Regions from separate parts of the Danio rerio genome. Here region 1 is linked to region 2. The links are chromatin contacts, called in public Hi-C maps. All regions are on one chromosome and are shown on one strand. The core of a region is the stretch at or near the end of the contact, and the rest is flanking DNA. Distances in the headings are between cores, read along the strand shown.

Region 1 (3,896 bases), core at 475-2,974, 56 kb before region 2:
TTTACATCCTTACAATAGAATGCAGAAATATATCTGAAGTATCCATTTATTTAAAATTTTTAGAAAAACAGCCTTTTAAAATAGTATTAAGTAACAGAAATATGTCTGTTTTGTACAAATTATTTACAACGTAGCAGTGATTTTTGTTTGTTCATTCATTCATTTTCTTGTCGGCTTAGTCCCTTTATTAATCCGGGGTCGCCACAGTGGAATGAACCGCCAACTTATCCAGCAAGTTTTTACGCAGCGGATGCCCTTCCAGCCGCAACCCATCTCTGGGAAACATCCACACACACATTCACACACACACTCATACAATATGGACAATTTAGCCTACCCAATTCACCTGTACCACATGTCTTTGGACTGTGGGGGAAACTGGAGCACCCGGAGGAAACCCACGCGAAGGCAGGGAGAACATGCAAACTCCACACAGAAACACCAACTGAACCGAGGTTCAAACCAGCAACCCAGCGACCTTTTTGCTGTGAGTCGACAGCACTACCTACTGCGCCACTGCCTCCCCCGATTTTTGTTTGTTTTAGTGGTAATCAAGATCTTTCCTAATGTGTCCAGAGGAGCTTTTTAGAGTATATTTAAAGTAGGTTTCTTTTTTGTTGTTTACATTTTAGATATGGGTGGCACCAAGGCTCAGTGGTTAGCCCTGATGTTGGCATTTCTGTGTGGAGTTTGCATTCTCTCCCCGTGTTAGAGTGGGTTTCCTCTGGGTGCTATGGTTTCCCCCACAGTCCAAAGACATGGGCTTTAAGTGAATTGAATAAAATAAATTGGCCTGTGAGTGCGTGTGTGGGTGTTTCCCAGTACTGGGTCACAGCAGGAAGGGCATTTGCTGCGTAAACCATATGCTGGAATAGTTGGCGGTTCCTTCCGCTGTGGCAACCCCTGATAAATAAGGGACAAAGGCTAAGGAAAATGAATGAATGACATTAGATATCCAAAAAAGACTTTTAATATATCGGAACCTATGGATCGAAACGTTTTATAAAAGTTGTCCTAAAACTATTAAACAACATCCTAAATACAATATATAAACACATTATTTTTGTATATTAAAAATCATTTTTAAATATAATAAGTAAAACATATTTTAGTTAGGCAATGTGGTGGCTCAGTGGGCAGCTCTCACAGCAAGAAGGTCACTGGCTCGAGCCTCGGTGCTGGATAAGTTGACATTTCTGTGTGGAGTTTGCATGTTCTCCCCGTGTTGGTGTGGGTTTCCCTAGGGTGCTCCGGTTTTCCCCAAAAGTCAAAAGACATGCAGCACAGGTGAATTGGGTAGGCTAAATTTTCAGTAGTGTATTTGTGTGAATGAGCTGGTGTCTCCCTGAGATGGGTTGCAGCTGAAATTGCATCCGCTGCAAAAACAAGCTGGATAAGTTGGCGGTTAATTCCGCTGTGGCGACCCCTGATTAATAAAGGGACTAAGCTGAAAAGAAAATGAATGAATGAATGAATGTTTTATTTCCTGATTGTCAGATTTCTCCCACCAAAAGACGCTGAGGTCTTCTTCTGTTGCCTGATCCAGCAACACTACAGACGGCTGCTCTGCTCTCGCTTGGGCTCTCATTTGCATTATATATGCTTCATTTAGCGTACATGGCTGAGTGGAAATATAACCTGAAGCCATTCAAACAAGGCATGAAGTGGACCGGAGCAGTGTTTGTCCATGAGATGGCAGCACCGCGTCTCCTGCAGCTCATTTCAGCACTTTCAGGGGGAGGAGATGGACCACTTGTGTAAGAATGAATGGGAGGCTGAATTCAGAACAGCATATTACCATATGGCAGAAATAGTAAGTGTAGTATGCTATTAGAGAGCTAGTATGAGAGCTATGCTGAATTCAGCAGGGAAAATTATAATGCTAGATGTGGCAACAGAAGTGATAGACTTTATTTTAGCATTACAACCTGAAATTATTGTAGTTAGCATGCTTAGGGGTTACAAAACAAAACGAATAAGAAAAAGAGAATACTGATAGAAAAATATGACTTAAAATATGATATTGGGGGATTTCTCTCTCTCTTTTCGTTTGTATTTGGTCTTGAAGATGGAAAAAAAAGAAAAAGGAAAAGAGCTGTTAAATTTTATATTAGGACAAGCAGAAATTGTGCTATACATTAGGAGGTACAAGATTTTGTGGGACTAGTTATAAAGTTGAACTGATTTTTAAAGGGCTTATAAAAGCAATAATAAGGCGTGGATAAAATTTTTATTTGTCAATGAAAGATTTTGAAGGCATGTGGAGTGTAAAAAAATGTTGTCTTGGGTTGAAAATAACGTCATGTTTTTTGATGAAAACATTGTGTGATTTGGAAAATTGTTTTAGTTTAAATCAACAAAAAACAGTTTAACATTTTGTATTAAATAAAGGTGTATTAAACTTCAATTTAATTTCTCTCTCTCTTTTTGTTTGATTTTTAAAAATTATTTCATACCAAAATATCAATATTACAAAGGTTCATTTTACTCAAGCCACTTTGTAAATATTAGTCCTCCATCTTTAACAGAGCACAACCTATCTTTATAAATCCACATATTTTCAAACTCTTCAATATTCTTGACATTCTTATAATTTTTATTTTTTGATTCTCACTTTGATTTAACTCTTAAAAATTTGCTCCACATCTCAACAAAATTCTTCCTCTATTATTTCTTTTAATGTTATGTATGTTTGGCTTTTCCAACAACAAAATTAATAATTAACTTTTTTTTTCTCTCTTTTTTTTTGCAAATTTGAAATTAAAAATGAAATAAACTTAATATCCGCAAACAAAACTAAACATCAGAAATAAATCTTTAAGCCTTTCACAATGTAAAAAACAATGAAAAAATACCTCTTTTTTTTATATTTAGCACTTTGACACATAATTCATACAACTTTTTTTCCGTTTACAGAGGGAGAGAGAGAGCACATTGAAATAAATCAGAAAAAAATGGCTAAAAACTGAAATAAACAACATGTAAACAGACAGAGAGCACATAGAATTCTAAAATGTATACTGAAATGTTAAACTAAAAATGTAAAACAAATACAAGCCAAGTTTGTATTATTAATTATTTGCCAAGAGGTTATATAAAATATAAATTTTTATATAAAAAACATAAACTTAAAATAACGTATAATTTAATTTAACTATGTTAGTTAGTTAGTTAGTTAGTTAGTTAGTTAGTTAGTTAGTTAGCTAGTTATTTAAATTTAATTGTCTTGTAGAAAAATGTCATTTGCAGCATACACTCACAGAGACATCTGACAATTCACATTTAGCATTTATAAAAATAAATCAAAATAAATATAAAAAAATAAATACCTAAATAAATAGCAAAATAAAAACCTAATATACTATGGAACCACTAATCTAAATAAATATCCAGTATACTGGCCATCAACTACTACGAAGAGAGGAGAAATAATAATAAAAAAAAAACATAATTGCTTGAGGTATAAACGATACTTTTGCCCTATTTCTTTTTCCTACACATGTGGGAACCCAATTTCGACAACCTGATGGTAACAGGTTAAAGGTGTATAATTCAATTCAATTCATCTTTATGTCTATAGCACTTTTACTATGTAGATTGTGATAAAGCAGCTTAACATAGAAGTTTTAGTCAATTGTAACTGTGCCAGTCCAGATTTCAGAGTTGAACATCAGTTCAGTATGGTTTAAATTTCACTACTGAAAGTCCAAACACTGAAGAACAAATCCACCAATGCGCAGCTCCACAAGACCCAAACCAAGCGAGCAAGGGGTGACAGTGGCGAGGAACAAACTTCACCAATTGACGAAAGTGAAGAAAAAAAAACCTTGAGAGAAACCAGGCTCTGTTGGTCATGACCATTTCTCCTCTGGCCAAATTTTGATAAAGGATGCCTC
Region 2 (4,112 bases), core at 862-3,361:
ACAAAAAAAAAAATATATATATATATATATATATTGCAATTTAAAAAAGAATAGCAAGATGTAAATTACTTATTTCTACGATGTAAAAAAAAAAATCTAACAAAAATGTATGTCTCAAAAAATGTATGAACCGTAAACTTGCTTTTATATATATATATATATATATATATATATATATATATATATATATATATATATATATATATATATATATATATATATATATAAAGAAATAAGCCAGAGCATGATAGAGTTTCGAAAGGGGCAAGTGTTTATGATTGATCACGGCTGGTCCCGCATTAATTAACGCATGATTCAACAATTAGATGATTCTATAACTCACTATAAATTACTATAAGTTTCTTACTTCATATATCTTCGCCTTGAAGAATCCCCTCTTCCACCTTTCCCTTTATAGGGTGGCACGGTGGCCCAGTGGTTAGCACTGTTGCCTCACAGCAAGAACGTCACTGGTTCAAATCATTAACAGGCCAGTTGTCGTTTCGGTGTAGAGTTTACATGTTCTCCCCATGCTCACCTGGGTTTCCCCTGGGTTCTCAGGTTTCCTCCCACAGTCCAAAAACATGCGTCATAAGTGAATTGATCAATGTAAATGAGCACTATAGCAGAGCTCTTAACCAGCAGTATATATCTATATAGCAATTTTTAATCTGTCATCAGCTCTAAATAAGGGGGGAGACCTCGAGACCTGAGCTCAAACTCCCCTCTCACCCTGTAAATAGGAGGGAGCCCCAGGTTCAAGGATCTTATGAGCTCAGGGCTCTCACCCGAGACAGCATGCCAAACTCGCTTTATAAACAGTCATCAGCTAAGTGTGAACTCTTGAAACAAACGTTATATAAATTTTTTTCCAAGCACCCTGACCTAATTTATTTACAGTGTCAACTAGCAATTGTGAGAAAAAATATAATTGTGATAAATACTAATATTGCAAGGAAAAAGCAAAAATTAGGAGATAAAATTCAGAATTTAGGTAAACAAAAGTAAAAAAAAAAAAAAAAAAAAAAAAAAAAAAAAAAAAAATATATATATATATATATATATATATATATATATATATATATATATATATATATGAATATATATATATATATATATATATATATATATATATATATATATATATATATATATATATATATATATATATATATATATTTATGATTTCTTACAACTGAGTTAAATGATTGCAATCAGTTTCTAGTTTCAAGAAAAAAATCTGACCTGTCAGAAATGTCTGATATAAAACTCACATCAAAAGTTCTGGCAAGAAAAAAATACAGAACTGTGGGGTGTAAAAATAAAAGCCGGACACTTGTAATTCAGTAAACTTGCCTTTGTGAGTTTAGCTGTTTATATAAACTCACAATTTTGCAACTGAGAAAAAAAAAGACTGAATTATGTGATAAAAAAAATCTCTATTCCCTTTTATATGTTTTTAAATTCCACAGTAGAGTTGCTTCTCTCAGCACAGCTCTGCAATACAGTGATAAAGAGGAGGAGAGACAGATTGGTACACGCAGTGGTAAAGCGAGATACAGAAACAGAGGGAGAGAGAGAGAGAGAGAAAGAGGAGGGCTGCACTTCTCACCCTCCAAGCAGAAACACCCCTTTATAGACATGACATGGTGTCGTACTACATCAATACTAAAGTGAAGCACTACAGAGCAACAGCCGCCAACCAGCCCTCTAGATCCTTAATAATTCATCCTGACGCTAATGCAGCGGGACAAAAGATGTCATCCTTTCTCATTTGATGTCATCAATAAGAAATGCCATTCAAGCTCACTTTACAGGACAATATTCAGCAAACAAAGCGTGACAGTTGATGACAAGGGGGATTTGGATCGAATATTATCATTGGTCATCATGTATTGAACCAAACTGTACAAAAGCAAATGACAAGCACCCCCCAAATAAAACCAAACGGTGCAATCCCAGTGCTGTAATTGTGTGTGTCTAATGTGCAGTAGTGCACTATGTTCATCTGCCCACAGAACTGCAGGCTGGGAGCGAGACGAAATGTGACCCTGCCATTCTCAATGTGTTGACAGTGCTTTAATTCAACATGATACCAGACACCCGCAGTCTGCCCCGGCCTGCTAGTTTTATACTCTCAGAGGCACTTAAAATACACAAACACTGCTCCGGACCACGAGGGAGGGGCGGGCGAAAAAACGTTTAGCTCTGAAGCTACTTAAATATTCACGTGTTGGCTTTTCCAAGAAGCTTGTGATATCAAGAGCTGCCTTTTCAAATACCTTTGCATTTCATCGTCAAACGGAATCACTGTGAAGCTAAAATTTTTGCTGGAAAGGTAATGGCTAGAAGGACGTGTAAGAAATGGTGTTGACATGTCCCGTGTGACCTGCATTACTCCATCTAAGAAGTCTGTAATTTCAAGCGTTGCCTTTTCAAATCATTTGAAAGGTGTGCTGTCTGAATGGTACTACGTTTTTATTTGAACTTGCATATCCATAACTTTTTTGTTTCATGCATAATGAATGCATGGAGTAGGAATGCAAATTGGATGTATAACATCTGCCATGTTGTCATTATCATGTCACCTATAGCGACAGTTGTGTCATGTCACTTCCATTCATAAATCCTCTTCAGCGGCCTTATGAGACAGTAAAGTGTCCAATCAGTGCACGCTTCCAAATCTGCTGGAGGTATTGGACTGACATATACTTTATCGACACACTTCATAACTTACATATAGCAAAGACACGAAACACCAAAACACATTTTTTGAGATATATATATATGTGTCCCATGTTGCTAAAAACACTATTAGGACACATGTATTTCACAAAAAGATCAAGCTAATTCGTTCTTCTGGTTTGAAAAGAAATTTTGAAGCTACGTCACGGCCATGAGATCATTATGTAAATTCCAGAGTGTAGACTGGATGTCTGTACTGGCTGGTACAAAGTGACATAATTGAGTTTTCAGCATTAATTCATGAGAAAGACTTGGTTTAAACCAATTAGAACGCTCTATTGTGTATGAGATGCAAATTCATTAATATGCATGATATAGATTTGAAGATTGTTTTTACTTCTTAGAGTGTTGAGATGGCAGAGAGACACCATGTAGTGTTGCCAATCGTAATTAAAACAAGTGAAAAAAGAAAAATTGTTCAGAGACATGGGTCATCAGTGTTACGTTTATAAATGTGCCGCAACGAAGGTTTTGTTTCCAATTTCCTGCGATAAGAGCACCGCTGCATGAGGGCCCACATTTTACTGTGGATTACAGTGGTCTGCTAACACGCGACAAAAATATATTTGTAAGGAGCATTTTTAAATGAGAGATTATTGCTTCTGGAAATGGTGAAATTCAAATTTTCCGCTCGTCTCCTTTTAAAAAAAAGACGCATTCCAGTTTGTATTGATTGTCCTGTCTCTACGGATTTGGTAAGTGTGTGATCATTGTTCTTTGTTTATGCTTATTCAGATGGCAAAGTTAGTATCGCCAGAAGTACTCTTTTAGTTTTTAAAGACATACCTTGGTCAAAATGATTTAGTTACTCTAGTAAGTTTACAGTAATATCAATACAATATTACGGATTGAAAAATCCATTGTAAATGCTGCTCTCCGAATGTAAACATGTAAACTTAATCGCCTAGGATTTTTGCCGTGATTGATTGCCACCAAATTTTGCGACAGGATAGTCTATACACATACGGCTGTTTGACGCTATTTGCACCTACCGAGTCTCTGCATCTAACGAGAAATGCAGAGGGTTGTTTTTCTCCCACACGGGATCATGAAAGTAACAAAAAAAAAAGAAACTCATGGAAAAACCTTAACCATATTACTGTCTTATTTAGATTAAGGCAAATATTTAGATGTGTAGACACTGTCTATCTTCCCTGTTTCTGTGCTTTGTGTTACCGGTCTAAAAACAGCTGTAGTGCACATACTGAAACTCCCCTTTTCATGTAAACCCTTCCCTCTTTCGCCACTCAACATTCCTACCAAAACAAAGCTGGACTCACCCACTTTCCTGACTTTTTTCAAACTAGAGATGCAGAAACACCCTGCTGAGACGAGGTTTATGGCCTTTTAAAGGTAGTGTACATTTA

What was found. Hi-C and Micro-C count contacts between places; a contact is called where the count stands out from the background.
Region 1: a Hi-C map of an unstated tissue shows a contact between it and region 2, with 2.1 times the contacts expected there. The contact joins two enhancer-like sites. A contact is called at or near these places in 2 of 18 Hi-C or Micro-C datasets (embryo and an unstated tissue).

What each region holds. Positions count from the first base shown.
Region 1 is chr18:21,793,004-21,796,899 of GRCz12tu, reverse strand. No RefSeq gene overlaps it. Among named protein-coding and RNA genes, the nearest start is that of kif23, 52 kb to the left of the region's middle. Within about 2 kb of position 1,724, at least 4 of the 62 cell types and tissues checked have an H3K27ac peak or open chromatin away from gene starts, as enhancers often do.
Region 2 is chr18:21,737,135-21,741,246 of GRCz12tu, reverse strand. All of the region lies in intron 4 of LOC141378822 (a long non-coding RNA gene), which reads right to left. Among named protein-coding and RNA genes, the nearest start is that of kif23, 110 kb to the left of the region's middle. Within about 2 kb of position 2,111, at least 11 of the 62 cell types and tissues checked have an H3K27ac peak or open chromatin away from gene starts, as enhancers often do.